Linked DNA regions of Mus musculus: all the other regions are linked to region 5. A link is a contact called in public promoter capture Hi-C data. All regions are on one chromosome and are shown on one strand. Each heading gives the region's core, a stretch centred on a gene start, on an enhancer-like site or on the middle of the called end of the contact. The rest is flanking DNA. Distances are from core to core; before and after follow the strand shown.

Region 1 (6,059 bases), core at 644-3,143, 550 kb before region 5:
TTTTATTTGGCTGTCAGACATTATACATTAAAAATAATATGAAGCCCCAGGCTGGAGATTTAGCCCAACCATGGAATTGTTACCTTAAATAGCATGTGTGAGGTCCTGGGTTTGATAGCCAGCACTGAAAAACAAAAACAAAATACAAACAAACAAACAAAACTAAACCAAACCAACCCAAACAAACGAAAAACCTGGGGAGATTATTGGTAATGTTATTTTCTTCCAAAGATGATTAAATAAATATTTAATTAAGTCACCTCCACCTGGAAGTGCTGCTGTGTATTTATTCAAATGCTAAATACTGGCCCCCCAAGAGCACATTTTTACCAAAGGATGTTGTATAAACCTTGCTCCCCAATTCAAAGCTATTGGTTAAATGTAAGTGACTATAGCCAATTACTGGGGAGAATAAATGTGGGCGGGGCTTCGGCTACTGGGCTGGGGATCACAGGTAGGGTCCCTGAGAGGGAGAGAGGGAGGAGGAAGGAAGGGAAGGAGAAAGTAAGGAGGGGACAGGAGGTCTCAGTTAGACTAATTGGGCCAGGGGCACGGTGGCAGTGGCAAGTGAAATGTCCCCTGAGGACAGACTGATGGAGCAAAAATAAGCCCGGACAAGACTCAAACTGCTAGCACTTGGGGAGCAAGGCTGGGGAATTAGACAGTCTAGCCTTAGAAAAATAGATTAGAGGTAATTCGCTCAGTAATTGTGTTAAAGTTGATTAAATAAGTCTAGTAGGACTCTGTCTCAATTATTGGTGGGGGGGGGGGGTGGCTGCCAGGGTCAAATTAAAAATAATAGAGTAACTGATAACATTTATAAGCAACATGAAAACTGGTGAATATCTCTAGTTGCCCTGGAGCCGGGTGAACAGTACTTTAGGGGGTTGGTCTGAGAGCCCAGGGTCCTTCTCAAACCCTTCGTTGGACGCTTAGCAAATCTGCCCTGGGATGCCTACCAAACCTGACTTAAGATGCCGCTTATCTGACCCTCCCAGGAAGCTTATCAAGCTTTAAAATCAATCAATCAATCAATCAGTGCTTAGTTGTCCCACAACCTCCATCCAGCGCCTTGCTCTGCTACCCTCTTCTGACAGAAAGATTGTAAGAGGCAGAGTTGGTGTTGGGCTGACTACCAGGAAACTGCTTTCTGGATATCGCAGGACAGCTGTACAAATGAACTCACAGCAGTTGAAACAGCACGCACAAGACCTTGCGCGCCAGCTCAAGCCAAACAAAATCCCAGCATGGAGCGCGGAGGTGAAGTCCCACCCCTAGCTAAGGACCCATTGGAAGCTGCAAGCTTCTGGGAGAGGCAGTTATTTTCTTCAGTACTGTGGCCCTCTCTCTGGTGGATAGAGCAGCCCCCAGAGAGAAGACCATACATCCAAGAGCATATGAGATACAAACTGTATTAAATGAGTTGGGGGGGGGGCACAAATTTGAGTGGCTAGGAAGGAGGAATGGACCTTGAATGGTAGGGGAACAGGGGTGAATATCATCAAAATGAATTGTACAAAATCTTCAAAGAATTAATAAAAGAAGGAGGAAAAAAATAGAAGCGGATGTAGAACACAGAGGTCAGGAGTCGGCAGCTGCTTCAAAGGGAAGCTACACTTAGAACATGCTGCTCGCTCTCCTGCCCTTTACTTTCCCGGGACTCTGGCGTCTGCAGTCCTGGCTCCCTTGGTGATGCTCAACTCACCCATCTGTCCCCTGCCAGCACAACAGCAACAGACTGCTCGCAACCTCATTTGGTTCTCAGAGACCTGTGGTGTGGCAGACAAAGACCCTGAGGGGAAGAAACCAAATGTGGCACCTTAGGGTTTTTTCTGCTTCTCAGATTTCTTGGCCCTGAGGCCTCAACTGGTTCGGCTGCCTCCTAACCGCCACAGAAAGAGTTTTATGTTGTTACATTACAGTTGTTGGGCTCTATGCACCAGGCAGTTACGTCACAGCTACTGGATTCTGCTCTGCTGATGTGACCACAACAACGGAATGTCACTGAAGTGGTCATGCCTGTGTTCCACTTCAACATGGTTTACAAACACACAGAGCAGCCATGTTCATGATGGACACCAGCTGTTGTTTTTCTTTCTTTCACAGAGTCTATTTTGAGATGTTTGTTTGTTTGTTTGTTTGTTTGTTTGTTTGTTGTTTGTGGTGGGGATTGAATCCAGTTTCTTACACATTCACAAGAAGAAAGAAAACTACTCTTAGCGGCCCTGTGGACCACAGGACATACTTAGGGCTTAAATATGAGTCTCTTTTAATATTATAAAGTGTTGTCGCTTGTGTATTGTTCTTGGGGTTTTGTGGCAGAGGGTGGGGCTAGCTGATGTCTTTGATTTCTTTGTCTTGGGGTTTTGTCTGTTTTGTTTTGCTTTTAGATTTATTTATTGATTGATTTATTTGTTTGTTTATTTATTTAGTGTGAGTACACTGTCCTCAGACACACCAGAAGAGGGCATCAGATCCTATTACAAATGGTTTTGAGTCACCATGTGGCTGCTGGGAATTGAACTCAGGACCTCTGGAAGAGCAGCGCCTTTGTCTTAGTTTTAACTTCACACTTTCTTTTAACTTGCCTTTTCCAGAGCATTTCTCTTCTCATGCTTTTATCTTTGTAGTCCGTGTGTCACTCTGTTAAATATGTCTCTTTCCTCTGCTTAGACTGGGTCTGATTCTGTTTTGTTATCCAGTCATGTCTTTTTTAATTATAGTATTTAGCCCATTTATAGTAAATGACTTGCTAGATGGGGCTGATTTTAATTTACTTAAATGCATTGCTTTTTGTACAAGGTTCTCAATGAAGTCCAAGAGAGAAAGTGACTACAGAAAACTTACATTCCATCAGGATTTGGGTCTCTGTGGGTAGGACTTGATAAGGATTCATGTATTTAGTATTCCCTGGACGTAAACATTTTGGCATACTGAATATTTACGGTCAAAGAAAATCACCGAGGAATAAAACCAGCATACTGCTCTTGCAGGGTCCTGAGGAGTCACAAGCCAGTTAGTGTGGAGGATTTTATTTTTCCCTTGTACCAACAGACTCCTCCACTCCCCTGGCTGCTAGCTGTCGGCAGCTGGCCCTCCTTCCAAGAATCAAAGGAGTTCAAGTGTGTGACATTTGGGACTCCCTCTGCTGTGCAAAGCAATTGGAAAAAAATCTGTTGTTTTATAGTCCTGGAGCTCCAAGCTGCCCAAAGGGAGGAAGAACTTGTAAGAAGGGACCTTCATCTCAGACCGTCTCTTCTCTGTGCTAATAGAGGAACTTTGGGAAGGAAGTCTGAGGGTATAGTTCAATTGGTAGAGTGCCTGCCTGGCATGAAGGAAAGTCCTAGCTCCCGTCCCCAGCATTGCACTAACCAGATGTGCTGACAACATGTCTATAATCCCAGTATTTGGAAGATAGAGAGATCAAGAATTCAAGGTCAGCTACATAGTGCTTTTGAAACCAATCTGGGCTTTGGGAGATCCTATTTCAAAAATTAATTAACTAATAATGAAAGAGTTTCTGTGGACCCTTCTCCCTTGTTACAGACAGTGGAGTTTCCTCACTTCCTGTTTTGTCTGGCTTTTCAGGTTACACATTTACATGGGAAGGGGCAGGGATGATATAGGGGTCTGACTCAGGAGACAGTGAAAAGGAAAGGGATGGTGGGATACATCTATGGCAGAATAATATGAGCTTCTCAGCACTGTAACAGGAAAAGTCCCTGGCTTGTCCTTCCACCGAAGGACGGCTCACAAAGATTAAATCCCCATTACAAACCAGTCTGAGATGCTAGAGACTCCAGCTTGAGTCTGTTAAGCCCTAAAAGGCTCGACTGACACAGCCCAGTACAGTATAGCTGCTATTCCTTAGTTGATCATCAAGACTCCCTCAGGTCCAGTTCCCATTGGCAGTCTTATATCAACCAGAAGTCATGGACACAGCTTTGCATCTTTCCAGAGCCATTTCACAGGCTCCAAGGAGTGTGTGTGGATGGAGAGAAAACATGGACCTGGAACTAGAGAGTCTTGGATTAGAATTTTCTCTCTACCCTGAGTAGCCATTAGACCTTGAAATGTTCTCATCCATGGGTTGACACTGCCCAGTGAAGTTGTCATGGCTCTCCAGAGGACGAAAAGGTGGTGTCAGGAGATACGCAGATTTTTATTTGGTTGGTTATTTTGTTTTAAAGAATCCTGGATGGTGGATCTGTGTGATGGTGGTGATTTTGTAAACCCAAATTCTGACCAGGAAAGCCAATGACTATGCTAATAAACCATGAAGTGCCAAGGCTACAAAGAAAGTCAAAAGCAAAATTTCCTCCTGTTCAGGGTTGTCAGGCTTTGACAGACAGGATGTAGCCCATCGAGACTGTAGAAGAAAATGTGCTCGAGTTGTAGACTACCACATGGATTTAAAGGTCAGTGCCATCTGAGTACACCCTCACAGAAACATTTGAACAATGTTTTGGACCAACTATCTGGGCATTGTAGCACCGTAAGTTAAACTATAGAATCGTTCACTACCGTGATGTATTGATTACTTTTCTGTGACTGTGGTTAAATACCATGACCAACAGCAAGCTAAAGAAGAAAATGATTTATGTTCTCCTACAGTTCCAGAGTCCAGCATTTCAAAGAGGGCATTGCAACAGTCAGGGGATACATGGTTAAAGGAGCAGGAAGCTAGCTTATCACATGTTCATCCATACACAGGGGGAGGGAGGGTGGATAAACGGATGGATGGATGGATGGATGGATGGATGGATGGATGGATGGATGGACAGACAAATGGAAAAGTACAGATAGATGATGATGATGATGAAGATAGATAGATAGATTGATAGATTGATAGATAGATAGATAGATAGATAGATAGATAGATAGATAGATAGATAGATTGATAGATAGATAGATAGATAGATAGATAGATAGATAGATAGATAGATAGATAGATAGATAGATAGATTGATGGCTGGATGGATGAAGCAGAAAATCAGGCAAAGCTATAAACACTCAAAGCTTTCCTCCAACAAGGCTCAGGCGCTCTCTCTCTCTCTCTCTCTCTCTCTCTCTCTCTCTCTCTCTCTCTCTCTCTCTCTCTCTCTCCCTCCCTCTCCTAAAGGTTATGTAACCTCCCCAAACAGCACAACCAACCAGGGACCATGGCCCACTCAAACACATGTGCCCGTGGGAGACATTTCTTCCTAAACCATAAGTGGTAACACACACTAGAGATTACTATGATTGCCTCCCCTTCACATTTTTTTATTCTTAAACCATACATTCCTTCATCCAAGTCCCTTGGCCTTGCCATATCCCTTGGGTCCTTCAGTCATCAGATGTCTGCACTGCTGAGTGTGGACACTTTCGGAACCCTTGCTCATAGGATGGGACCTGCCATCCACTGCTCTCTTGCTGACTCTCCTCCTTTGTACCTTTATCCCCTACAAAGGTATGGACCTGCTGACCTAGGCACTCTACATGTACTCACACCCAAGGCCACCTGTTTTGTGTCACAAGCTGTTCCTCCTTCCATGGACTCTGACCCCATCACAAGAAATTAAAAATAATGACAAAATAATTATAAGCAGAGAATAACATTCTCCCTGCCAACTTCCTGTTTAAATACTCCTGGATTCTGTTTTTCGTATATTTGGCTTCCTTAGAAACACAACACTGTCTTCTTCCAGATTCCTCTCCTTTTATTCTCCCTCCTTTGGCAGTGCCAGGGGAGGCTATTTTACGAAGCTCTTCAGGCTTTTTTTTCCCTTTCAGCAGACTGAAAGCACAGAGATCCCCAATATGCCATCAGGAGAAAAGGTCATTTCTTAGAAGCTTAGTAACAGAGCCTTACACAGCAGCCTGGGGAGGCTCTGCACAGATAAACACGATACAAGAAACATAGGCTCATACATAAAGGAGAAAATGCAGAAACTTGAGAAAATGTAGACAACATCTTTAACTGCCAAACATGATGTAAATGAAAGGGAATAAAGATGAAACGCTGTATTGATAATGTACACCCAGAAAGACAGAAGAGCCATTTCATTCTCATACTT
Region 2 (5,638 bases), core at 1,978-4,477, 950 kb after region 5:
TGTCTGACAATGGCCCCTGCCCTTATAGTCCCCTTGTCATTTGGACCCTAGTCTATTTATTACCAGACTTCCTAGTCACTGTAAATCTAATTATCTGCCGGATTATAGTCTAATTTGCCATCTTACCTTTCCCCATGCTTTCTACATAGTAAGTTGAAAAAGCCCAAATAATGACAGGATTTTTCAATACTTAAGCAGTTCGTACTGCCCAGTTTGAAAAATGGCTCATGTGGAATTCAGAGCAGGTGGCTTCACAGAACAAATTGTATCCTGCACGTCAAGACGACCAACATTAAGTAAACCATTCTCGTTTGAAAACATTAATTCAAGACCCTGACTTTGACCCTGGCACCAAGCTCCTATGTCACCATAGCGTAGATGACACCTCTCCAAGGAGTGCTGACTTTACTCTTCAACATCAGGGTAGACATGGATGCTGCATTCCACCCATTATCTTCAGTTCTTTTCTGGTACCTTCTCTAGGAAACAACATATTAAAGACAATCACCAGCACTGAGCACTGTCCCCTCAGGAGGTCACTTCCTTAGTCTTCTCCATTGGTGGCTAGCGTGAGGGAATGGGGACCAACCATTCCTATCCATGCTAGAGGCGCAGCTGTATTGCTCAGTAACTGACAATTCTCCACTCTGGGTGCACCACTCACTCTGGGCTGAGCGAGCTTAAATGAAGGCAGTTGATGCAATCACACTCAGCCCAGCTAGCAATCAATGGGCTTTCAGTTAGCCATTTCTCTTCATGCTCACAGGACAGAAGCTAGCAAGTAGAGCCACAACCGGAAAGGAAAGAGACATGGCCTCCCTCCTATCTACGCACAGTCAAAAGCAATCACTTCTCTCCCCACCCCACCCCCACAGAAGATGCCAGGCTGATGCCCAGCCTGCCTGGCTCTTATTTATATTCAAGAATGCACAAGGCAACCCCACCCTCCATTTCTCTCCGCTTCACCCTCAGTGAGCCAGGGAAATAGAAGCTTGTCTTTATTAAATATTTGAGGAAGACCCCTGTCCCAGATAAACACGGCTGAGTGAAGGGTTGTGGCTTCATTCCACCATGCCCCATTTCAAGCACAATTATCAACTAAACATGGATGGTTTGAGACACCCATAATGTGTTTTTTTTTGTTTTTTTTTTTGTTTTTGTTTTTTTATTTTACAATTTGATCCATTTTCCTAGTGTGCTTTGTTCTTCATTTTTCTCCTGCCTCTTCCCTGCTCGCCTCCTTGGCCTGGAAGTGCTTAAATTCACTTTCCACAGAATATCACCAAGCACCAGCAGTACTGGCTGCGCTGTGTAGCCCTATCAACTTGACACAAGCTGACACCAGTTGAGAAAATACCTCCATAAGATTGGACTGTAGGCAAGCTTGTAGTGCATTTTCCTAGTGACTGATGGAGGAGGGCCCAGTCCATTGTGAGTGGTGTTATTCCTGGGCCCATGATCCTGGCTGAGTAAACCAGTAAGTAGCAATCTTCCATGGCCTCTGCAATCAGCTCCTGCCCTCAGGTTCTCTCCTGGCTTGGCTTCTCTCAGTGGGCTGTGATTCAGGATATGTAAGCCAAATAAACCCTTTCCTGTTCAAGTTGCCATTGGTCATGGTGTTTCATCACAGCAGTAGTAACCCTAAGACACTTGCTCACCAGATTGTAAATGGGTCAGTGAAGAGCCTGGTCTACTGATGGCTATTCAGTTGCCTGCACTTGTTTAAATGTAAAAGCTATCTTTTCGTCAAGAGTCACAATTAGGCAATCTTGGAAAAGGATAGTCCTTCGTGGCTTATGGGATATGCTGTGAGCTAGTATTTCAGGCGATTTCCCTCTTTTAAAGTCTGCACTTGAGATCTTACATTCCTGATCCTCTTGGGATCACTGGCTGGTGTTACCATGTCCAAGTTCAAGTATGCACATTGTCTTAATGGATTTGTATTCTACAATAAACGAAGCTGATGCGATGGCTCATCTCTGTAATTCCAGCACTCAGGAGCTGTGACAGGAGTATTACCTCGAGTTTGGGACCACCCTAGGCCGATTGGGACAATGAACTTCTTGTTGGTAGAGGGTTGCTCTGTCCCAGGTTTAGAATCCTCCAGGCAGACCTAATAAATATTCAGCAGGCGCTCGGACAGCCCAGCCCCAAGTGCGCCCTTTGCATACATATCCATTCCAGCTACCCCTTCACAAGCAGTTTTACTTGGTAATTTACAAATGTTCTGGCTGAACTCTACACCTGCCAGTATTTCAGCAATTAGCTTAGGATGCAAAATGATTTCTAAGTTAAGGTTCTGGACATGTAAAATCAAGAGAGCCCGATCATCTTCGGGCACCACAGCTCTGATAGCCAACGAATAACATCACAAACCAGGGCAAGCCCTTTGGCATCTTACCGGGTTATTACGACTGTCATACAAATCTATATAATAAGCAGGTGAACTGCAGGTCAAAGATCGAAGGGATGTAAGAGAGCCGGCAATCAGTTATTCAAAACCGCTCCCTTTTACCGACTCGGAACTGAGCGAGGGTTAGGGTTTGGGCATTTTAGTGGCATAAACGACTAGAATGACATTTTGGTCAGGTGAAAGGTTAAACGGGAAAGAGGCTGATAAAAAGCCAGCAAACCCCCCACCCCCAAATGCCTGTGGGTCCAGGTAGCTAGACAAGGAGCTACCTCTGTACCTGCTAAGGTGGCATGGGGGTGGGGGTGGGGAGCGCTCCGTGCCGGGTTCCTTCGGGGCACAACTTCCATCCCAGAAAGAGGAAAGCATGAGCAGAGAAGCGTGAGTGGGTGGAGGAAGGTGGGGAGAGGAGGAGGCCCGGCACCACGAGCGGAAGGAGAGGAGGAGAAAAAAGAGGGAGGAGGAAGCAGAGGAAAAGGGAGGAAAAAGAAGCGGGCGGCGGAGGAGAAGGACCCGCCCCTCCCGGCTTCTTCCTGGGCTGGGCATCTCCAGGGCCTCTCCCCGACCGCCGCCCTCGGCAGTTGGCGGGGCTCACAGGGGCCCCCCAGTCTGCGTGTCCAGCTCTGTGCAGCGGAGCGCAGAGGCCCAAGGCTCGCCCGGCGCGCGTCCCCGTCCCGCGCGCTCCTACTCCAGGCCGCGCGCGCGCGTGCACACATACACACGCTAGCTCTCCGGGCATGCGCAGTGGGCGGCGCCGCTCCGGGCCGCCTCTTGCCGCCGCGAGTAGGAAGCGCGAGCGCCGGGCGCCGGGCTGTCAGTGAGCGTGGGGCCAGCCAGCGAGCCAGAGAGCCGGAGAGAGCCAGAGAGAGCGGCTCGGCTCCCAGCTCCGAGTAGCGCAGCGCCCGCCCGGCTCTCCCGGGCCACCGCCGCCACCACCGCACCTCATCAGCACCGCCACCTCGGCCGCCGCCCCCGCCCACCCCGGCCCTCCCCGGCTGCTGCTCCCCGGCGGAGGCAAGAGGTGGTTGGGGGGAACCATGGCTGACGTTTACCCGGCCAACGACTCCACGGCGTCTCAGGACGTGGCCAACCGCTTCGCCCGCAAAGGGGCGCTGAGGCAGAAGAACGTGCATGAGGTGAAAGACCACAAATTCATCGCCCGCTTCTTCAAGCAACCCACCTTCTGCAGCCACTGCACCGACTTCATCTGGTAGGTGCGCGCGGCAGCCCTGGGGACCCAAGAGCCACCTTTGCCCCGGGGCTCAGGTCTGCTTGTCCCCGGGACTTAAGCTCGGGGACGTCTCTGAGCCCCGGCGCGTCCTTACTCTCAGGGCCAGGACTCCTCCGAGAACTTAGAGTGCCTGGCCGGAGTCCGAACTCTCGCCAGGAGTGACAGGCGCGCACCCACGCGGGACACTCCCTGGAAAGTGGCCCGGCGCTGCCACGCATGCCCTGGTGCCCTGAAGGGACGCTTGGCTCTGCACGGGGTGACTCGGATGAGGGGGAAGGTCCCCTCGCCTCTCCTAGGGCGCACAGGTCTTCCCTGTCACCAAGCGGAGCGGTCAATGGGCCTGATGGGAGCGAAGGGACAGGAAAGAGAGATTGCTGGAGTCAAAGTGGCCCCAGGACGCGCAAGAAACACGCCCGGGAGTAGCGGGGAGCCGCGGCGCGCCGCTCCAAGTTGCTGGCGAGCCAGGCTGGGCGCGTTCCGGGGAGTGTTTGTGCCTCGCGTCGGGCTGGGACTCCGCTGGAACCTTGGGTCCCTGCCTACTGTAGGCTGTTTCTACTGGGCACGGAGACTTTGACTTTTCTGGCCGAGCCCAGAGTGGGGAGAGAGGGGAGGGAGAGAGATGGAAGGCAGCAAACTGTTGAAAGCTTGCCGTGGGGGAGGAGGGCTAACCCGGCAGGCAAATGGCAGAGGGCAGAGGGAGTCATTTAAAATAGACCCTGTCAACAGGAGATTAAACCTGTAACCCAGTTGATGAGGACAGAGGGCTTATTTAAGAAAAATACTGTAATGGCTAAAGGTGTCCGCGCTCAGGTGATTTCCACTGAACGCCAAGCGTTGGCAACTGAGGGGCTTGATAAAAAGAAGGGTTCAGGGATCTATCTCTCTGGAGCCTGTGAAATTAGGTAAAATTGGATTTATGCAGATTTATGTTTTTCTTTTTAAATTTTTTTTGTGAGAGAATTACAGCTTTCATCAGATTTACAAAATGTCAGTCCCCCCCACCCCCATCATATCTTAGAAATCGTCCCCCTCCCACGACTTTGAACACCAAGTGTCAGCTTTTCCTGGGGATACCCTGACTCTTTTGTCCATGTGTTTGGAGTAAGAAGTACCTTAGAAGCAAGAACTATGGCCAGGGCTCCTTAGCTCCCTCCTGGGCAGGGAGCTGCAAGGGGCGAAGCGCACCTAGACACCAAGCAGTCAGCCTTATACATAATGGGGTATCCTAGTGGCTATAGGACAGATGGTGCTGAATCCAGGCCACCCAGAGAAGAGAATTAAAAGGGGACCCCACCATCAGTGTGCCAATAAGATGCCCGATTTTTCCTTTCTTTTAAGAAATCATTCAGCATGGCACCTTGGTGAACAACACAACCACTTTACAGTCTCCATAGAGTAGTTAGCATCTGAAGCAATCAAGCTCAAGGAGTGGGTGACGGTAGATAAGGCTCCTTAAGATGAGTCTCTAGCACCGGGGTAAGGGAGGATATTGCATTTGGCAGGTTGCAGCCTCCCATGTTAACCGCGAGATTCTAGTCAAAAGGGACAGAGTGATAATTACTTCTACAGGAAGTAGATACATTAGAAAAACGACGTACATTTTTACCAAGCTCACTAATCAGTCTCCACTCTCACTGCCCAGAGACCCAGTCTCAGGCCAACTGATGAGATCCTCAGGGTACCGGCTTCACTGCGATGTGAAGAGAAAGGTTCCCTTTCCCTCCTGCTCTGAATAGCTCCACACAAGCACAAGAGCCTCATTTAATCTGAAAGCAGTCAGTTGGATGGCCAGGCAACCCCACCAAGACCATCTTGCAGTGGATTTAATTTCTCTGGTTTCTTTCATTATGGCTTCTATGAGTCTTTGGTTTGCAATTTAATTTCAGTATTTAAGCACTTGTATTTTAAAGCTAAATATTTGAACCTAGGGTTTTTTGGTTTTTTTTTTTTTTGGGGGGGGGTAGGGTGATGACATTAAGATAATTATAAAGGAATGT
Region 3 (5,313 bases), core at 903-3,402, 840 kb after region 5:
CTGTGATAAAAACTGTAACCAAAAGTAACTTAGGTAAGAAATTTTATTTTATCTTACACTTCCAGGTCACAGTCTAGCTTTGAGGAGGTCAAGAAAGGAACTCAAGGTAGAAACCTGAAGACAAGGACTAAAGCAGCAACTATGGAGATCACCTCCCCTTCCTGGCTTGCTCCCTAGCTTCTAATCCTTGCTTTCTTATACAGTCTGAACCATCCTGCCTGGGGAAGATGCCAATCAGAAAGCTGGGCAATCAGCTTGTAATCAAGAAAATGTGTCAAAGACATACCACAGGCCAATCTGAACAAGGTGACACTCCCTCAAATAATTCCAGGCTGTATCACTGGATGAAGTTAACAGATGAAGTTAACTAGGAGAGAAACACTACGGAGAGAGACAGACAGACAGAGACAGAGGGATAGAGGGGAAAGAAAAAAAGAAAAGAATGTGTACAGAAGGGAAGCCTGAAAGCTGACCTTCAGACGCCACCATTGCCTGGGATGAACACGGTGGAAACTGAAGGCCTATCTGGTTTTGATTCCAGAGATGACCAAAGGATTTCCAGAGGAAATCAAAGTCAGTCTTCTCACCAAGAAACCAAAGACTCAGCTGGAGATCTTGCTCTTGAGAAAAGACTGCAGTGGGTACGGCCATGGTGCCATGTAGCTTCTCTGTAGTACTCAGAAGAAACTACATCAGAGCAGTCATCCGGGCCTCTGGCTCGCAGTCTTCCCAGCCCTCTGCCACGATGTTCCCTGAGCTTTGTCGGAGGCTGTGTGACAGATGTACCCACTGAGGTTAGGAGCTAAACTGTCAGTTGGTCTCTGAATGTTGGCCAGCTGTGGGTTCTGGGGAACTTGTCATGTACTGAAAAAAGATTTGTTGAGAATGTATACCCAACTGTCTACGCATTCCTGATGTCCTTAGACTTCATGCCTGTGGGTATAAGGGTAAGGATTTAAATGTAGCAATAGGTTCTCCTCTGGATCCATAACCTTGCCAGCAACAGGAGGAATCTCACAGCCTCCAAGCCTACATGAAGAGCTACAGACAGTTAATGGCTTCTGGAAGAGGAGAATCAGTCTTCTCCAGGGAAGAACTGTTCACAGGTTTCCAATCCCTCGTGATCAATCCTAAACATATACATACATAGGACTCAGCAGTGCATGCATATGTGTGTGCACATGTGCATATGTGTGAATATGCACAAAATAATAACTAAGAGGTCATGAATTGAAAGGACAACATGGGAGAATCTGTGAGAGAGGGAGGAGGAGGGAGAAGCTGTGAGAGAGGGAGGAGGAGGGAGAAGCTGTGAGAGAGGGAGGAGGAGGGAGAAGCTGTGAGAGAGGGAGGAGGAGGGAGAAGCTGTGAGAGAGGGAGGAGGAGGGAGAAGCTGTGAGAGAGGGAGGAGGAGGGAGAAGCTGTGAGAGAGGGAGGAGGAGGGAGAAGCTGTGAGAGAGGGAGGAGGAGGGAGAAGCTGTGAGAGAGGGAGGAGGAGGGAGAAGCTGTGAGAGAGGGAGGAGGAGGGAGAAGCTGTGAGAGAGGGAGGAGGAGGGAGAAGCTGTGAGAGAGGGAGGAAGAGGGAGAAGCTGTGAGAGAGGGGGGAAGAGGGAGAAACTGTGAGAGAGGAAGGAGGAAGAAATGATTTACTTTCAGTACTCATACACAACATTCTAAAAAGAAAGTTATAAAATCATGTCAAATGATTTCCAAAAAGGATTGCAATTAGTGCAGCTGGAGAGTCAGCCCAATATGCAAGACTATGGATCTGAATTCAGATGCCCAACAGTGGGGCACATGTGTAACCCCAGAGCTAAGAGACAAAGATAAGCAGCTACCCTGAGTTCTCTGACCAGCCAGCCAGTCTAGCTGAACTGGTGAGCTCTGAACCTTCAAATTCAGTGAGAGACAATGAAAACACACACACACACACACACACACACACACACACACACACACACACACACTCACATGGAGACATTTGTGATCAACCACTCTACTCCACTCACTGGCACACTATGCACACACCAGTACACACATAAACAAACATATCATAGCCTCAAAAACCATAAACTTTAAACCAAGTTTATGCTGGTTTAGTAACTAAATTGTTATGTCCCTCTTATCTGTGATGACCATGCAATGAGTCATATCCCAAGATGGAGTACTTCACACTTCTTGAATTTCGTGTATAGCCTCTCCACACTGTATCTAGGTTGGGTTTGTGATTCGTTTTCTTTAATAAAACACACCAAACTGAAACTCTGGTAGTGCTAGGACAAAGCCTTAAGGTAGCCCTGGAACAGCCACTTTTACACAATGAAATGCTGCGTATCCATTCAGAAGTCTGAATGCCCTACTGGAGAGAAGAGAACATCACATGGAAAGGCCACATGGAAAAGTGACATGAAAAGGGAAAACTCTGACACTGCATGGCAAAATGACCCCAGCCTTCAGAGCTAAAACAGTCTGCTAGCCACCTAACCATCCCACCACCAAGATGCCAACTGAAGGAGTGAGCTATTTTCAACATTACTGCTTTGTCTAGTTTCTAGATCAGTGCAGGCCAAACCAAAGAGGGAGAGTGGTTCCACTCAGTCCAGCCAGTCAACACATAGACAAAGCAATAAAATCATTGTCCTTTTACTTCTTAAGATGAGTCATTACAGAGTTATATACCAATAAGACAGAAACTAGTTCCTAGAAGCAGTTAAATAACTAAAGCCTACAGCAACAAGTTCTGTGGTAGGACAGGCACCTGGCAGAGGTGGGAAGAGTTTACGTACTACCATGAAGAAGGCTGAAAGGACATGGAAGAAAATGATATTTAGCATAAAACAAAAGACCAATCCACATGGTCTGGAGACAGAAAGCTTGGTAAATATCACCTTAATATGGAAAATAAAAGGTATATTTAATGAGTTTTATAATACTAGACTAAAGATAATCCCAGGTAAATACTAAAATGCAACTAACTTATTTTAGCCTAATCAGAAAATGTGGAAAGAAAAAAAAAAGAAAGAAAGGTTTCAATTTCCAGCAAGTACACACTAAAGACATTCCCAACCCAGGGCTTGTGACCTTTAAAACAAACAATTTCTCATTCTCAGTTTCTCATACCAACAAAAGACCCCAAATTAAGACCTGAAATTCAAGCAAGGTTTGAGCACTACCTGTATAGAAAGGCAGACTTGCCAGGGTAACCCTGTGGTGAGACTGAGAAGGTGGGAAGCACACACTCACATACAGAGTCCTTTAAGATAAGTGTGTGCCTCACATACAGATCCATAGGCACACAAGCTCTCTAAATCTTGCTGAGGTTTTCTCTCAAATATTCTCAGCCAAAAGTCAAAAGGTAAAAATGACATATCTCTAAGAGAGATTAAATGTGGCTTTGATAGTGTGAACCCAAAAGGAATGCACAAATATCTATGGCCACTGGACTCCAAAAGGGGGAAAGCTTCTAAAAAAGACAAACTAGGAAAATTACTCAACTAGAAAAGAAGGAAAACTCAGGGAGCCTAAGGATAACACAGAGCCAGTGAGAAGAGCCATGTGCTATAGAGAATTGTTCCCAGGCCTTGAAATGTGATGAGGGAACACCTAGCATTTGCCCATCTAGATTTCAGAGTTGTTAGACGCCAGTGACTCCTTTGTGGCTCCCACAAGGTTGCTTGTAGGAAATGTCTACTGAGGAAACATCTCTCATCATTGTATCCTGGGTGTGTGGAAAGGTATGTCTCCAAGAAGATATAATGTTCAATACATACACAAAAAAGATGCTACCAATCCCAAATGTCTATTAGGGAATATAAATTACAACCACAACAAGATATATATCCTACATATATTACTATCTACCCATAAAAATGGATGCCTTTACTCACCTAGTACTCCTGGTACAATTCTATATTATAAGAAACAGCAAATCTTTCCAAAGTGTTACATATATTTGGAGACTTTCTAATCAAAACTCTCAACAGAGGTATGTATAGAAAAAAATAGAAAGTGAACTAAATTGTAAAATTTATATTGAAATGGAAACAAAAATTGCCTGAGTGTGCTACTTTGAAAAAGAATAGCCCCATAAACCATATATTTGAATGCTTAGTCACCAGGGGATGGCACTATTTGAAAGGATTAGAAGGATTAAGAGATTGGGCCTTCTTGGAGCAAGTGTGTCACTGGGGAATGAGCTTTGAGGTTTCAAAAGCTGATACCACACCCAAGCCTAGGCTCTCCCTCTGCCTCTGCCTCTGCCTCTGCCTCTGCCTCTGCCTCTGCCTCTGCCTCTGCCTCTGCCTCTGCCTCTGCCTCTGCCTCTGCCTCTGCCTCTGCCTCTGCCTCTGCCTCTGCCTCTGCCTCTGCCTCAACATCCACCTCTCTCTCCCTCTCTTTCTCCCTCTCTCTTTTCCTGTAGAGAGGATGTAGCTCTAGCTACTGCTCTAGCACTATGTGTGCCATGCTGTCAACCATGATAATCATGGACTAAATGTCCAGTTAGTTGCTTTCTTTTATAAGAGCTGCCTTGGTCAAAATGTCTTTTCACAGCAAAAGAACAGTGACTAAAAACGCAGGTAATCTTGAAGAAAAAGACAAGGCTACAAATGGTAACAAAATCTCTGGAATTGTTTTAAAGCCACACTACTTAAAGCACTACAGCAATTTTACTTTGTCTCCAAGGTGATTCTAGATCCTATAAAATTGAGGAAGAAAACCAACATTGACCTGTGACCTCCTCATGCATGCAAACATACATACATGTATGGATATACATCTGCCCACACACACAAACACACAAAAGACACAAATCTTGTCCATAGCAGCAGGTAGAGCTATAGCTCAATCAATAGTGGAGCACATTTCCAGCAGGTAGTAGGACCTGGGTTCAATTCCAAGCACTATAGCATTAACATAAAGACAAACAGAAAAATCTACAGGTGAGAAACAACCCACACAAGTAAAATTCCTTGATTCCAAAAAAACAGCATTAAGCACAGCAATGAGGAAAGAATAGCTTTTAAAAAAACAATTCCAGATCAAATGAAAATCTCTGTGACAACTCAGGAGATTAGCTATGATCCCTACCCCATACATATATCAAGTCTAAACTTATCACATATCTAAATAAAAAAAGAAAAACCAAGATAGTTTCTAGAAAATATCACAGATAACCATTCCCATGATCTCAGGGAAAATCTCAAATACAACACAAAAACAGACACCACTAACAAAACTACATCCCACGATGATTGTTCAATGGATAGTTTAATACTCTCCCTTAATGTAGTTGAATAATTAGGCTATGGGGAC
Region 4 (6,051 bases), core at 1,864-4,363, 950 kb before region 5:
ACTCTTTGGGACTCTTTAGATGACTCTGCTCCTGGGACTCTTTTCCTCCTATTGAGTTGCCATGTCCAGTCTTGATATGAGGGCTTTTACCTTGTTTCATTATATTTTGTTTTGTCCTGATTAATTTTTGTCTCTTGGAAGCCTGCTCTTTTCAGTAGGGAAATGGAGGAAGTCGATCTGGGGGCCGGGGGCGGGAAAGGGAGGGAGAACTGGGATGAGCGGAGAGAGGGAAAACTGTGATCAGAATGTATTGTATGGGAGAGGCATGTATTATTTATCTTTAAAAATTGTGTTGTAACACGAATTAATGAAAAAGAGGCCATGGATTTGAAAGCGGGCTGGATGGGAATGTTTGGAGGGAGAAAGGATCGGGACGCAGTGGCGCACTATATAATCATCTCAAAAAAATAAAAGAAAAAAATCTAAACGCGTATGTTACGTGCACGAATGTCATGTGTGTACACATGTGTGGATGGAATGCCAGAGGAGGCCAGAGAAAAGCGCTAGGTGTCCGCTTTATCATGCTCTGCCTTATTTCTTTGAGACAGAGTCTCTGGCTGGATTTGCTGAGCTGGAGGCCAGTAAGCGGCCAGTAAGCATCAGTAAGTCCTCTGTAGTGGTAGCTCGTACGCACATGCGCGGTCTCATTCTGTTTGTTTATATTGGTGTTGGGATCTGAGCACATGCGTTTACCCTCTAAGCCACCTCTCTATCCCTGGGTTTTCATTTTCTATATATCGCAGTGATTGGACAAAACATCTATATCCATATTCTTCCCTGGAATAGAAGATGTGAGATTTTTTTTTCTAGACTGTATTTAGCAGTCATGCAGCACACCTAGATTCTTGTAGGAAAATGAGTTGTAGATTGTCCACCTGTCAGTGTTAAAGACTGAATCACAGAAAAACTGAGACACCAGAGGCCTAGATCTTAATCCAATATATTCCAGATGTACTTCGTTACCTGAAATGCTACTCATGACGAAATTTTAAATTCTCTTTTTGGTTTTAGAACCTACTGGGTATACCCTCACTCTTCACTTAGTTTTCCAATTGTTTATTACTTTTTAGTATCCTTTATTCTTTTTTGTTTGTTTGTTTTGTTTTGTTTTGTTTTGTTTTGTTTTTGTTTTTGTTTTTTGTTTTGTTTTTGTTTTTTGGTTTTTGTTTTTTGAGACAGGGTTTCTCTGTATAACCCTGGCTGTCCTGGAACTCACTTTGTAGACCAGGCTGGCCTCGAACCCAGAAATCTGCCTGCCTCTGCCTCCCAAGTGCTGGGATTAAAGGCGTGCGCCACCACCCTTTATTCATTATTTTTAAGTTTAGTTATACATCTCAATTTCTAACTTGGAATATATTTTTCCCAATATTTCCAGGTCCTAGCTGGAGGCTGCGTCTGTCTTCCTCATCATGTTAGGTCGCTATTTGTAGGATTATCTTTACATTCAAAGTTAAAAATAGTGTCACCACAATAAATGAGGCATATTAAAGAGAACAGCCTAGCTCCAATTCAGTGAGAGACACTATCTCAAATAAATATGAGAAAAATAGGCCAATAAAACACATACATAAAACAGCGAGAAAGCAGTAAATATATTTAAGAAATTGATGTTATTAAAGCTGTGAGTTTTAATAAAATTTTAAGAAAAGCAGAATAAAAAAAGATTTGCCTCTGACTCTTTTGCCCACCCTTGGGACCCTTCTCCTCCTGTTGGCTCGACTCATCCAGCCTTGATATGAATGCATGCGCTGAGCCTATGAGTGCATGCGCCTAGACTTACTGAACTTTTATGGCCTATTTGATTGCTATCCCTGGGAGGCCTGCTCCTTTCTGAAGGGAAATGGAGGAGGACTAGAACTTGGGAAGAGGGGAGATGTGGGGGAGGGACTGGAAGGAGTGGAAGTAGAGGAAACTGGGGTTAGGATGTAATTTATGAGCGCAAAACAGACAAACAAGAAATTAAAAAAAAAACCCTAGCAATTAAATGCACAATATAAAACTTCTAAGAAAGAACTTTTCATTAAGCATTAGCTACCAAAAAATAGAATATAAAGAATCAAACAACTATGGCAATAAAATTAATAGAAATCTGAATTATATTCTAGGCTACTTCAAAAGATTCGTTCTACTATCGAAACAAATTTTTTAAGTGTTGTGACATTTTCCCCCTACAGTCCTGAGGCCTTTAGAATACCCTTGTTAACATGTTTGTTTTGACAGTTTTCAAGATAAAAGGCACGCTATTTCACTTGTGTCTACTTTTAAAAGTAGAATTAACTGCCAAGTATATTATCATGGCTGGAACTGTTACTGTCTTAAACTTGTCCCCTATACTCTGGAACATCTCTCTGATTTAGATTTAGTAACACATGTGGATAAAAGAGTCCTGACAAATATTTGAGATTTCTCAACTCCTGGACTTCGCTTTTTCTGTTTTGACATTTGCTGTGGCGGGTCAAAAGTTTTCAGTGCCTTTCAGATACACTGTGCAGCAAGGACAGAATGGAGTTCAGGTAGGCTAGTATTAGTGCATAAAAATTGGAAATCTTTTATGTATTTTAGTCACAAGATAAATCTATTTTATTAATGTACTTAACCCATAAAATCCCACACAGCTGTGACCAGAGTAGGAGAAACATGTTTTAAAATAGTATTTCATTTGTCTACCGTCAGACTATCTCCAAGGCAGAGATAGGGATTGCTTTACCTTTAAAGGAAAAAATAGAAAAGAAGAGAAACTCCCAGCTTCAGCAACTTTTCCCAGTTAGTGTGAGTTTGCCAAATTGAAAACTGACGTCTATGTTTAGCTATGCAGAGTGAGAAATCATGAAAACTTGTATTTCTCATACAAGTCCTTAGATAACATTTTTATTCTAGGGTTTTTGTTGTTGTTGTTGGGTTGGTTTTTTTTTTTTTTTGTTTTTGTTTTTGTTTTGTTTTATTTTGATTTTTTGTCTTCTTTCCAATCTTGATCTCATCATATCTGAAGGGCTTGAGCAAGTTTTCCTTATCTGCTTTATTTTTTCCGGAGTTGAAAGGGGGTGAATGAACAGACACAGGGTTTGTTTTATTCTCAACCAATCACAGAACAGGGTTTTCCCAGGAGAGAGAGAGAGAGAGAGAGGACACAGAAAACAAAACAGATTCATCATGTGCAGCCTGGAGTGACCACATCCCCTTTCGGAAAGCAGTGTGCAAAGGAACCGCGGAGAGCAGCCACCTACTTAAGAAATGTTTACGGAAGGAGAGAAAGTGCTCAAAGGGATGCACTAGGAAAAGAAGCCTGCCTGTTCCGGGAGTGCGAATATTCCTCAGTAGTGAGTGAAGCTTACTGCTGTTTTTGTGCTCTGCCGAATAAATGGGTGGATATTGCCAAGTTCAATCTGTTATTCAGATGGTTTGTAGACACTTAAGTATCTTAAAGTGATTTAAGAGCTAATTTTTATTTCCCCCGCCCCAACCGAATTTTATTTCGAAAATACAGCTGTAGATTCTAGCTTGCTTCCATTGTAGCCAAGGAAAGAACTGTATTGCATTTTGTCATGTAAATTTAGGAAAGATTAAATTGAAAGATCATGAAAACTAAAATGGGTTTTAAAATTTGTTTATTTGAAAAATTGCTGGGTAAAACTATGTTCTCTCTCTTCTTTTTCTTTCTTTCTTTTTTCCTTCCTTCCTTCCTTCCTTCCTTCCTTCCTTCCTTCCTTCCTTCCTTCCTTCCTAACTTATTTTGAACTTTGCTTTCTGCATTTTGAGTGTCATTTCTATTTACAAAGTTGAGAGAAGCCTTATTCTTCTGGTGAGTCAGAATCAAGTAATTTCGAGTATTGATTATTATTTTAAAGCTCAGTTCTTCTGGTAAGAGTTATTCAGTTAAATTTTTATTATATTTAAATCTGAAGATAAGTATTATGAACATATTTCACTGGGATTGTATCCGATGAATTTATCATTCAGGCGAGTTTAAGCAATCAAAATTTTGTTGTTGATTTGTTTAGTTTTTTTTTTTTCCTAAAATGCAAGGAACAAAAATGAGTGTTGATGGGGTGAAACCAAGAGATTACTTTATTCACATCATTGAATTCTGATCTAAAATATTATTATATGTGTTCTGCACCCTAATGGCGTCCCCCCCCCCCATTGGAATGTTCTGTTTTATTGTAGAAGTGTGATGATAACCACGCCCTATCATCACCGTCACCCGTCCCTCCACATAGCTTAAAGAGAATGCATTTGAGGTAAATTTAGTCTTAAATCGTTGCATTAATATTTTACATTGCATTATAGTTCTTAAGTGTGGTAAATATTTGAGTCAGAAATAGAGTCAAGGTTTTTCCAACTCCGCTTCTGGTTTTGGTTTATTGTTTGTTTGCTTAATGAGCAGGTGAGGCAAGTATGAAGGAGCTAAGTGTGCACGTGCGCCAGCAGACCCGCGCCCTTCTGCACAAGATTCTGCTCAAGAAATGGCGGAGGAAGAGAGAGAGCTTATTGGTAGGTGCAGACATTCCACCCTCTCCTCAGCCTCCTTTCCCCACCTGAGTTTCAAATAATATTTCAAAGATTACAGCTTAACCAGCAGGCTATAGTTATTACTTTTGAGGTAGGTACTTCTATCTATGTTTGTTTGATTGAGAAACTCATAACGGTCTGTGACCAATACCATAGAACTTAGTAATATATATATATATATATATATATATATATATATAATTTTTTAAAGGGATAAAGGAAAAATTAAATTGTATGGTAAAATTGCAGCAAAGGTTAAGCCATCCCATACTCTACAGTGGGATACAAAGTTAGTAAGTATAAATTGAGAAAATTTTAATATTATCGTTTTATATCCAAAACTATTGATTTTCTACGTAAAGGTTGTTTCCAAGGATATAAAAGAGTAACGTACTAAGCCAATGCTTTGAGAAGTGGCGAACAGTACAAACTTCAGTGGCTTCCCTGTGACAGATGTTCAGTTCTTATAATTTTTAGTACAGTCAGTATAGAAGAGAAGCAAGCCGGTGAGAGAAAGACTATTTCCCTTTATCCAGGGATCTAGGTTTCCTCATCTGGGAATCTGCCATCTCCTCTGGTCCTGGTAGCCGCCGCTGGATTACTCATAAGGCAAGGAGGGAGAATTGAGGCAGAGAGTATAGTAGGTTGGGTCTGCACACAGGCCTGGGGGTGGCGTGTACTGTGTCTGCCCATTTTCCATAGGAAAAAAAACTCAGTCTTCTATTCCCATTGTATCTAAGAGTATGCTCTAGTCAAAACCTACAGGTTTCAAGTCATTTATACTATATGAACTTAAAGTGGTCACTTAAAAAAATGAACATAGTGTCAATATTTAAAAGTGAATTCCAAAGATGAGGACGTAAGTGATTTGTTCAAATAAAGTCTGGCATTGTTAAGTTGAAATGTTTATTAATGTAAAAATTCAACGGAATCTTCTCTTTATACATTGTCTTGAGAGTGCTTTGTGGTAACTGTTTGCTTCATATTTTTCTGGTATGTTTGTCAGATGAGGGAGAGGTGTTCTTGGGCCTAAAAGAAGTGTGTTCTAGCAACATATCAAGAAGAAATTATTGCTATGCTTGATTTACTGGAGAGTATCTCCCATGCAGTTTCTACTAATTTCGTTTCTCTCTCTCTTTTCCTCTCTCTCTTCCTCTCTTTCTTCCTCCCTTCCTTCCTTCCTTCCTTCCTTCCTTCCTTCCTTTTTTCTTTCTTTCTCTTCCTTCCTTCCTTCCTTCCTTCCTCTCCTCTTCCTCTCTTCCTCTTTTTCTCTCTTTCTTTCTTCCTTTAAGACAGAGTTTCACTGTATAACAGAGCCCTGGCTGGTCTGGACTTGCTTTGTAGAGCAGACTGGCCTCAAACTCACAAGCACTTCATCTGACTATGTCTCCCTAGTGCTGCTGAGATTAAAGGCATGCACCACCATGCCCAGCCTGAATTTCCTTTTGTTCCTAATAAGAATATGATAACTACCCAGAAACATTGTGATTTGCCAGCATGAATTCTATGTGGAACATTTGTGCCTTATGTCTAGAATTGGCT
Region 5 (5,395 bases), core at 1,663-4,162:
CTATGCTCCTCTGACTTGTTGGATTTGAGGGTCAGTCTCTTTGTTGAGGTATTGTTTACAAACAGCAATGGACTCTAATTTGAGCAACATAATTGAGTGTTAATAGATGAATTCGCCAGTGTAACCACCAATGCCTATTAAGGTGGTCACCTTTACAAAGATTAGTTTGTATGTATAAATGTATGCATGTAAGTGTGTTTGTGTGAGTGCACGCCTGTGCGTGGGAAGGCTGGACACACATGTTCATATGTGTGGGTGTTGTGGTCTTGGGTGTCCTGCCTTACAAGCCAGCTACTTGTTATTTAAGATATGGTCTCTCATTGGTCTGGAGCTCGCTGCATAGGCTGGGCTTGCTGGTTAGGTATCTCTAGGGATCTGACTGTCTTCTTCCAGTACTGGAGTTACAAGTGTACTTAATGCTCCGTTTTTCTTAGAAAAAAAAAAAGTGGGTCTCTGGGGATTGAACTCAGGTCCTCAGGGCTGCACAACAGGTACTTTACCCACAGTGCTCCCCTCAGTATTGAACATTTATATTTCTTGGCATTTCCCCTTCTGCCCATTCCCATTCCATCACAGACCCAGCCCTTCCAAACTGCATCAGTATTATGATCTGGTGTCCAGTGAGCTCCCTGTCACCATCCTCCAATCCTGCTGACTCCTGCTTCTCTATCCTCTCTCACTTGCTTGAACCCCCTTTCCCTTCGAGACCCCATAATGCCCCCTCATCACAGTTGCCATCCACTCAGACAAAAGGCCTTCCCAAAGCACTGTGTTGTGCCGTCTGGTTTTCGACATATCTGAATTGTGTTTTGCACTGGTTTTATGCAATTATTCTTTCCTTCCATGAAACTGTAAGTTCCTTGAGACAGAGATGATGGGAATCACAGCCTGTTTTGAATGCCAGGCCTTTCGGCACAAAGCCCAGCACACAATATAATTGTTGTTTAAATAGGTTAACGGCATCAATTTCTTTTCCAGGCTGCTACCTAAACCTTTTATATCAAATTACATATTGGAGCATTTTGGAAGGAACAGAGACTTAGCTCTGCGGGAGAGCCCCAGAGACACTCTTGCCCTTGGGAAGGCCCTGGCCCAGCTTGCCTCAAGGGGCTCTCACCTGCCTCACAGCTCCTGTTGGTTTCTGCCTGTACTGTTTGCTGGCTTCTCTATGTTTTCTGGCTTCCTCCACTCATCTTTCATTTCTGCTTCCCCCCTGAATTCAGCTCGCAATTCACCTCAGATTCCTCTTGTCTCCATGTCCCATCTCTCTGGCTCTGGTTGACATCTGCAAAGGTAATATAATAAATACTCTAAGAAGCGTAACCTAAGCTTTGTGGAACCACATCGCAGGCTGAGGACCAGCCTCTGGTACACCCACCAAGCATCTCTGGTCCAATAGGCTAAGAGAAAATCCTCCAAAATATGACTGCTTCACAGGGAAGCTTGAAAGAAGAGATGACAGTGAGCAGCATGCTCTCTACGACGGCTCCTATTCTAGAGCTGAGCACAATTCCTTACATTTTCGATTTTCCTCATTGCTGAATGACTTAAGCTCCCAATCCACCCCCTTAGGAAATCACCTCTATTTTCCTTACTCAGAATTTATAGAACTAAGAAATGCTGGCTTTATTTGCTTATGTGTATTCCGTGTAACACTAAACCCAGAAGTTGTTCCATGAGGAAACGTCAAGACATTGCAGCTTTTTCCTGGGATCCCAGCTCACATAAGGAACACGCTTCTCAGAGGTCTGGTATGATTGGCAGAAACCCCGGTCCTCTGCATCAACCCATCCCTGGAGAGCTCACATCCTTTTCACTGAAGTTTGTGATGTGGGGGCTTCTGCATGGGGCCCAGGGGAAACGAGCACTTTGACATTGTTTGCAAACTGGAGTCAGTGTTATGTGAACATGTGTGTGAGCATGCTTTCTGAGAGTGTCCACAGCGTTCAACGGATTCTTACAAATAAATGTGCCTGAAAGGAAAAAAAAATAGTGGATAAGGGCTTAGATGCTAAAGGTATACCAGTTGACTGAGCACCACTAAGGCGAATCCCTTTGTTCTTTTTCAACTTAAACATGCGAGATGCGACATTGTATATCTATCCTGCTTGTGTAGACTAAGTGGAGGCTTCATCCTTTTTTTTTTTTTCTGGATATATGCCAATATAGGCTCATCAATTGGTGACACATACCAATCTCCCCAGACAGGTTGACCCTGGAGGGGGGTTATGAATGTGTGGAGCAGGTGGCCACTCTGGAGGCATCTATTCTGTCCCATCTGCCCAATTTTTAGGTCAGTTTAAAAGTTCCTTTAAGAGTCTATTAAAGACAAACAAATACAAGTATCGGGAATTAGAAGTAAAATATAATTTGCCTAAGGGCACACAGTTAGCTAAAGAGTGTCTATGGGCTTCTTCACTTCTTCCTCTCTTGAAACCAACATCTTACTAGTTAGTCTATTTGTTAGGCCAATTAATAAAAGTCTACATCTGGTATTTTTTTTTATCTTAAATATCTATCTAGGAACAATCACAGCGTTGCTCACTTATCTATTAGAAGCTTCATGGACACTTCTATTGGATACCATGAAACTGTTTAAAATTTTCTCTTCTCTTATAAAGAAATTCTTAGCGCTGACTTACCCAAAGATGTCCAACTCTCCTGCAAGCTGGCGTCGGAAAGCTCCTTTCCCACTGTGCTCTGTCTCACTTCTGTATATAAAGAGATTAACAGGCTCACACACCTTGGGGCAGATGCTCTAGCTTCAGCATCCCTGATCTGGCCTTCCTACCTGAGGTTTGGTCCAGGTGGAGCCGGACGCCGCCCCCTGGTGGCAGGTGGGAGCCCGCGCAGTGCATGCTAATGAGCGCGCGGCGCTGCTCGCTGATTGGTTGGCGCGAATTCCAGCTGCTTTGCATGTCGGCGGGTGCGAGGGAGAGTCGAGGGGTGGAGGGCGGTATTCTGGGCCCTGCGCGCTCCGCTCTCTGTGCCTCCCGGTCTACGCCCAGGCTGGGGCAGACCAGGCTGGCTTGTGAACTTGGGGGTTTCCCCTTTCGCTCCCATTCGTGTTGTGGTCGTGAATTCATCCAGGGTCCAGAATGACGATCCGACACCAAGGCCAGCAGTACAGGCCGAGGATGGCATTTCTCCAAAAGGTACCCTGGGAATCCCCATCTGGACCCTGGCAAGTGGGCGGGGACCCAGTATGTGGAGTGTCCAAGGGAAGATTGGGCAGGGGCAGAGGGCGTCCATCTAGGTCGATCCGCGCTGCCCAATTTTACTAAATGACTTCTATGTGGCTCTATGTGTTGTATTTAAAAACCATAATGATTGGGTTTTCGCGTAAACTGTAGTGGAGAATTCGAAGGCAGCCGTGATGGTCTGCTGCAGGCCAAAAACAACCTGTTACTCAGGAGAGTGCTTGAAGCTGCGCGGTGATTTGAGACAGCCTATATTGTTACAAGGAATCGGCTATTAAATGAACATTTCCCCCAATACTAAACAGCAGGATTTTTAAGTGTGTGTATGCCTGTGTGTATAAAAAGACCAGGAAAATGTGATTTGTGGGATCAAGAGCCTCCCCTGATCCCAGGATGGCAATCTGTGTGTTTTCTGTATAGTTAGAACCGTTTCTTGTCGATGGCTAATGGCCAGAACAGGGTGTCCGTTCCCGATGGACATGTGGGAGGTGGAATGTACCTATGGGGTGACGTGTTTGGGGACAAAGTGGTTCATTTAGTTCTGGGCTTTTAAGTTAGACAGTGTGGGAAGAGACACTCACAGGATTAAGTCCCAGGTCACTTGTCTGCCCTACCTCTGGCTCATGCCACTTTTCATAGGATTATCCTGTTGAGGGAATTAGCCCGATGGATGTTCTGTGACAAGCTGGGCCCTCCCTGCCTTGAGCCTCTGGAGCTTAGCAACTGGGTGCAGTTGGTGACTAAGTATCCTAATCTACAAGATGTTAAAAGCTGGACAGACCTGGGCACACCAGGACATTCGGCACACCTGGTCATCTCCCCGAGAAGCCAGATAGAAGAGATGTAAGGGCCATGCCGTAAACAGAAGGGAACACTGTCTCACTCAGGAGAGTAGACAGTGCAGCTCCCAGCTCCTGAAAGGACAAGAGGCTGCCCAAGTCTGGTGGTCCAAAGTCGAACGTCATTTTCAGATCGTGTCTAGGCTGGTCTTCTCCTGCCGTGCAGGACGGCCCTGGCTTGGAGCTTAGAGCACCTATCTGTAGCACTCGTGTGTTTATCACTCCCATGCATCCTTTCCCTTGGCCTTCTGAGTGGTGTCTTGCTCTCCAGCATCCTCCCCCCACACCCCCGGCATGCTGTACCTCCACACAATCTTCCTCAGCTCCTCCTCAGACCCTCTCACTTCCTCCCCAGCCTGTCCTCTGATTCTCTCCATCCTAACCTTCCCCCCTCACCTCCACCCCAGCCTCCCCTTCTACACCCTGTCCAGTCCCATCTAGCCCATCTCCCCTTTACTCCCAGCCAAACCTCTTCTTCTACACAGCCTCTGCATTCACCCTACTTCATGGTCCTCACTGCCTCTCCCCTCCTCCCTGACACCCTTCATACACATTGGTTTTCTTTCCCACACTGAGTGAGTTCTCATATAGGATGTTCCCCCCACCCCTGGCCCCATTGGCTTCCTAGATGCACAGGACACTGTCCACCCTTTGCAGCCTGGTTGCTCGGGGCCCAGTTTCCACCATCTCCCTGGCTCTTCCTCTTACTCAACTCCCACTCCTGCCCTCCAAGGAGAAGAACAAAGCAGGCCAGCCACCCTAAGCTGTCACTCAGAATGTCCTCATTTCTCTAGGACCCCATGCTTTTACAGAAAGATCCTTTCCCCCCTCTGCCAAACTCCCGCTCCTCTGTGAAGCAGGGTCCTTCTGACTCCATGGGGAGAGCAACTTCCCTCTCTGGATCTACAGACTGTGTCCTCCTCACCCACAGTATTGTTCTCCTAGCTGCTTTGTCCTGGTAAGGATCCTGTCTGCTTCCCATCTGTGCCCACTGGGGTCTTGAGTTGGATCACAGAACCCCGTAGGTCAGAGGACAGAACAGAGGTCTACAGAACCTCAGGAGCCTATGGTAGAAAGTCCTCAGCAGTTATCCACCTGAGTTAGTAACCAGGCTTTCAGAAAAAAGGCCGGGACCAGCAGAATGCGGACCCAGGTGAGGTACTATTCTCCACTCCATCAGTGTCCAAGGTGGGCAGGGCTTTGCGTGCATTGTCTTGTTTTGTCAGACAGTTGCCATTGTCCTTTACAGAGAAGGATACTGAGGCTCAGAGAGGTTAAGTGACTTGCCAGGCACACAAGCATAGGTGGAACCTGGAAACAATACAGGCACGGCAAGTGTGATACAATGATCAGAGT

What was found. Promoter capture Hi-C pulls out the DNA fragments that hold promoters and counts their contacts.
Region 1: a contact with region 5 is called in a promoter capture Hi-C map of embryonic stem cells, with 3 times the contacts expected there. The contact joins the promoter of 1700023C21Rik here to the promoter of Rgs9 in region 5. A contact is called at or near these places in 16 of 39 promoter capture datasets (the 3T3-L1 cell line, the C10 cell line, the HPC-7 cell line and 10 more), 4 of 484 Hi-C or Micro-C datasets (CD4 T cells and embryonic stem cells), 1 of 115 datasets of contacts at active chromatin or transcription factors (regulatory T cells) and 1 of 9 other capture datasets (embryonic stem cells).
Region 2: a promoter capture Hi-C map of liver shows a contact between it and region 5, with 3 times the contacts expected there. The contact joins the promoter of Prkca here to the promoter of Rgs9 in region 5. A contact is called at or near these places in 10 of 39 promoter capture datasets (cranial neural crest, embryonic stem cells, hippocampal neurons and 3 more), 1 of 484 Hi-C or Micro-C datasets (rod photoreceptor) and 1 of 115 datasets of contacts at active chromatin or transcription factors (astrocytes).
Region 3: a contact with region 5 is called in a promoter capture Hi-C map of trophoblast stem cells, with 8 times the contacts expected there. The contact joins the enhancer-like site here to the promoter of Rgs9 in region 5. A contact is called at or near these places in 16 of 39 promoter capture datasets (the 3T3-L1 cell line, 3T3-L1-derived adipocytes, cranial neural crest and 9 more) and 1 of 9 other capture datasets (embryonic stem cells).
Region 4: a promoter capture Hi-C map of hematopoietic stem and progenitor cells shows a contact between it and region 5, with 3 times the contacts expected there. The contact joins the promoter of Abca6 here to the promoter of Rgs9 in region 5. A contact is called at or near these places in 9 of 39 promoter capture datasets (the HPC-7 cell line, frontonasal cranial neural crest, hematopoietic stem and progenitor cells and 6 more) and 2 of 9 other capture datasets (embryonic stem cells and liver).

What each region holds. Positions count from the first base shown.
Region 1 is chr11:109,841,712-109,847,770 of GRCm38.p6, reverse strand. It overlaps 1700023C21Rik (RIKEN cDNA 1700023C21 gene), which reads right to left and starts at 1,893. Exons shown (of 3, transcript NR_045909.1): 1 at 1,706-1,893; 2 at 84-124.
Region 2 is chr11:108,341,477-108,347,114 of GRCm38.p6, reverse strand. It overlaps Prkca (protein kinase C, alpha), which reads left to right and starts at 3,227. Exons shown (of 17, transcript NM_011101.3): 1 at 3,227-3,620. The coding sequence starts at 3,448.
Region 3 is chr11:108,456,625-108,461,937 of GRCm38.p6, reverse strand. The region is part of intron 4 of Cep112 (centrosomal protein 112); the gene reads right to left. Among named protein-coding and RNA genes, the nearest start is that of Cep112, 34 kb to the right of the region's middle. Within about 2 kb of position 2,152, at least 8 of the 459 cell types and tissues checked have an H3K27ac peak or open chromatin away from gene starts, as enhancers often do. A contact at or near this core is called in trophoblast stem cells, where this site is marked.
Region 4 is chr11:110,248,838-110,254,888 of GRCm38.p6, reverse strand. It overlaps Abca6 (ATP-binding cassette, sub-family A (ABC1), member 6), which reads left to right and starts at 3,113. Exons shown (of 39, transcript NM_147218.2): 1 at 3,113-3,317; 2 at 4,385-4,491. The coding sequence starts at 4,396.
Region 5 is chr11:109,295,698-109,301,092 of GRCm38.p6, reverse strand. It overlaps Rgs9 (regulator of G-protein signaling 9), which reads left to right and starts at 2,912. Exons shown (of 19, transcript NM_011268.2): 1 at 2,912-3,155. The coding sequence starts at 3,099. It overlaps Gm39441 (a long non-coding RNA gene), which reads right to left and starts at 2,863. Exons shown (of 3, transcript XR_880277.3): 1 at 2,643-2,863.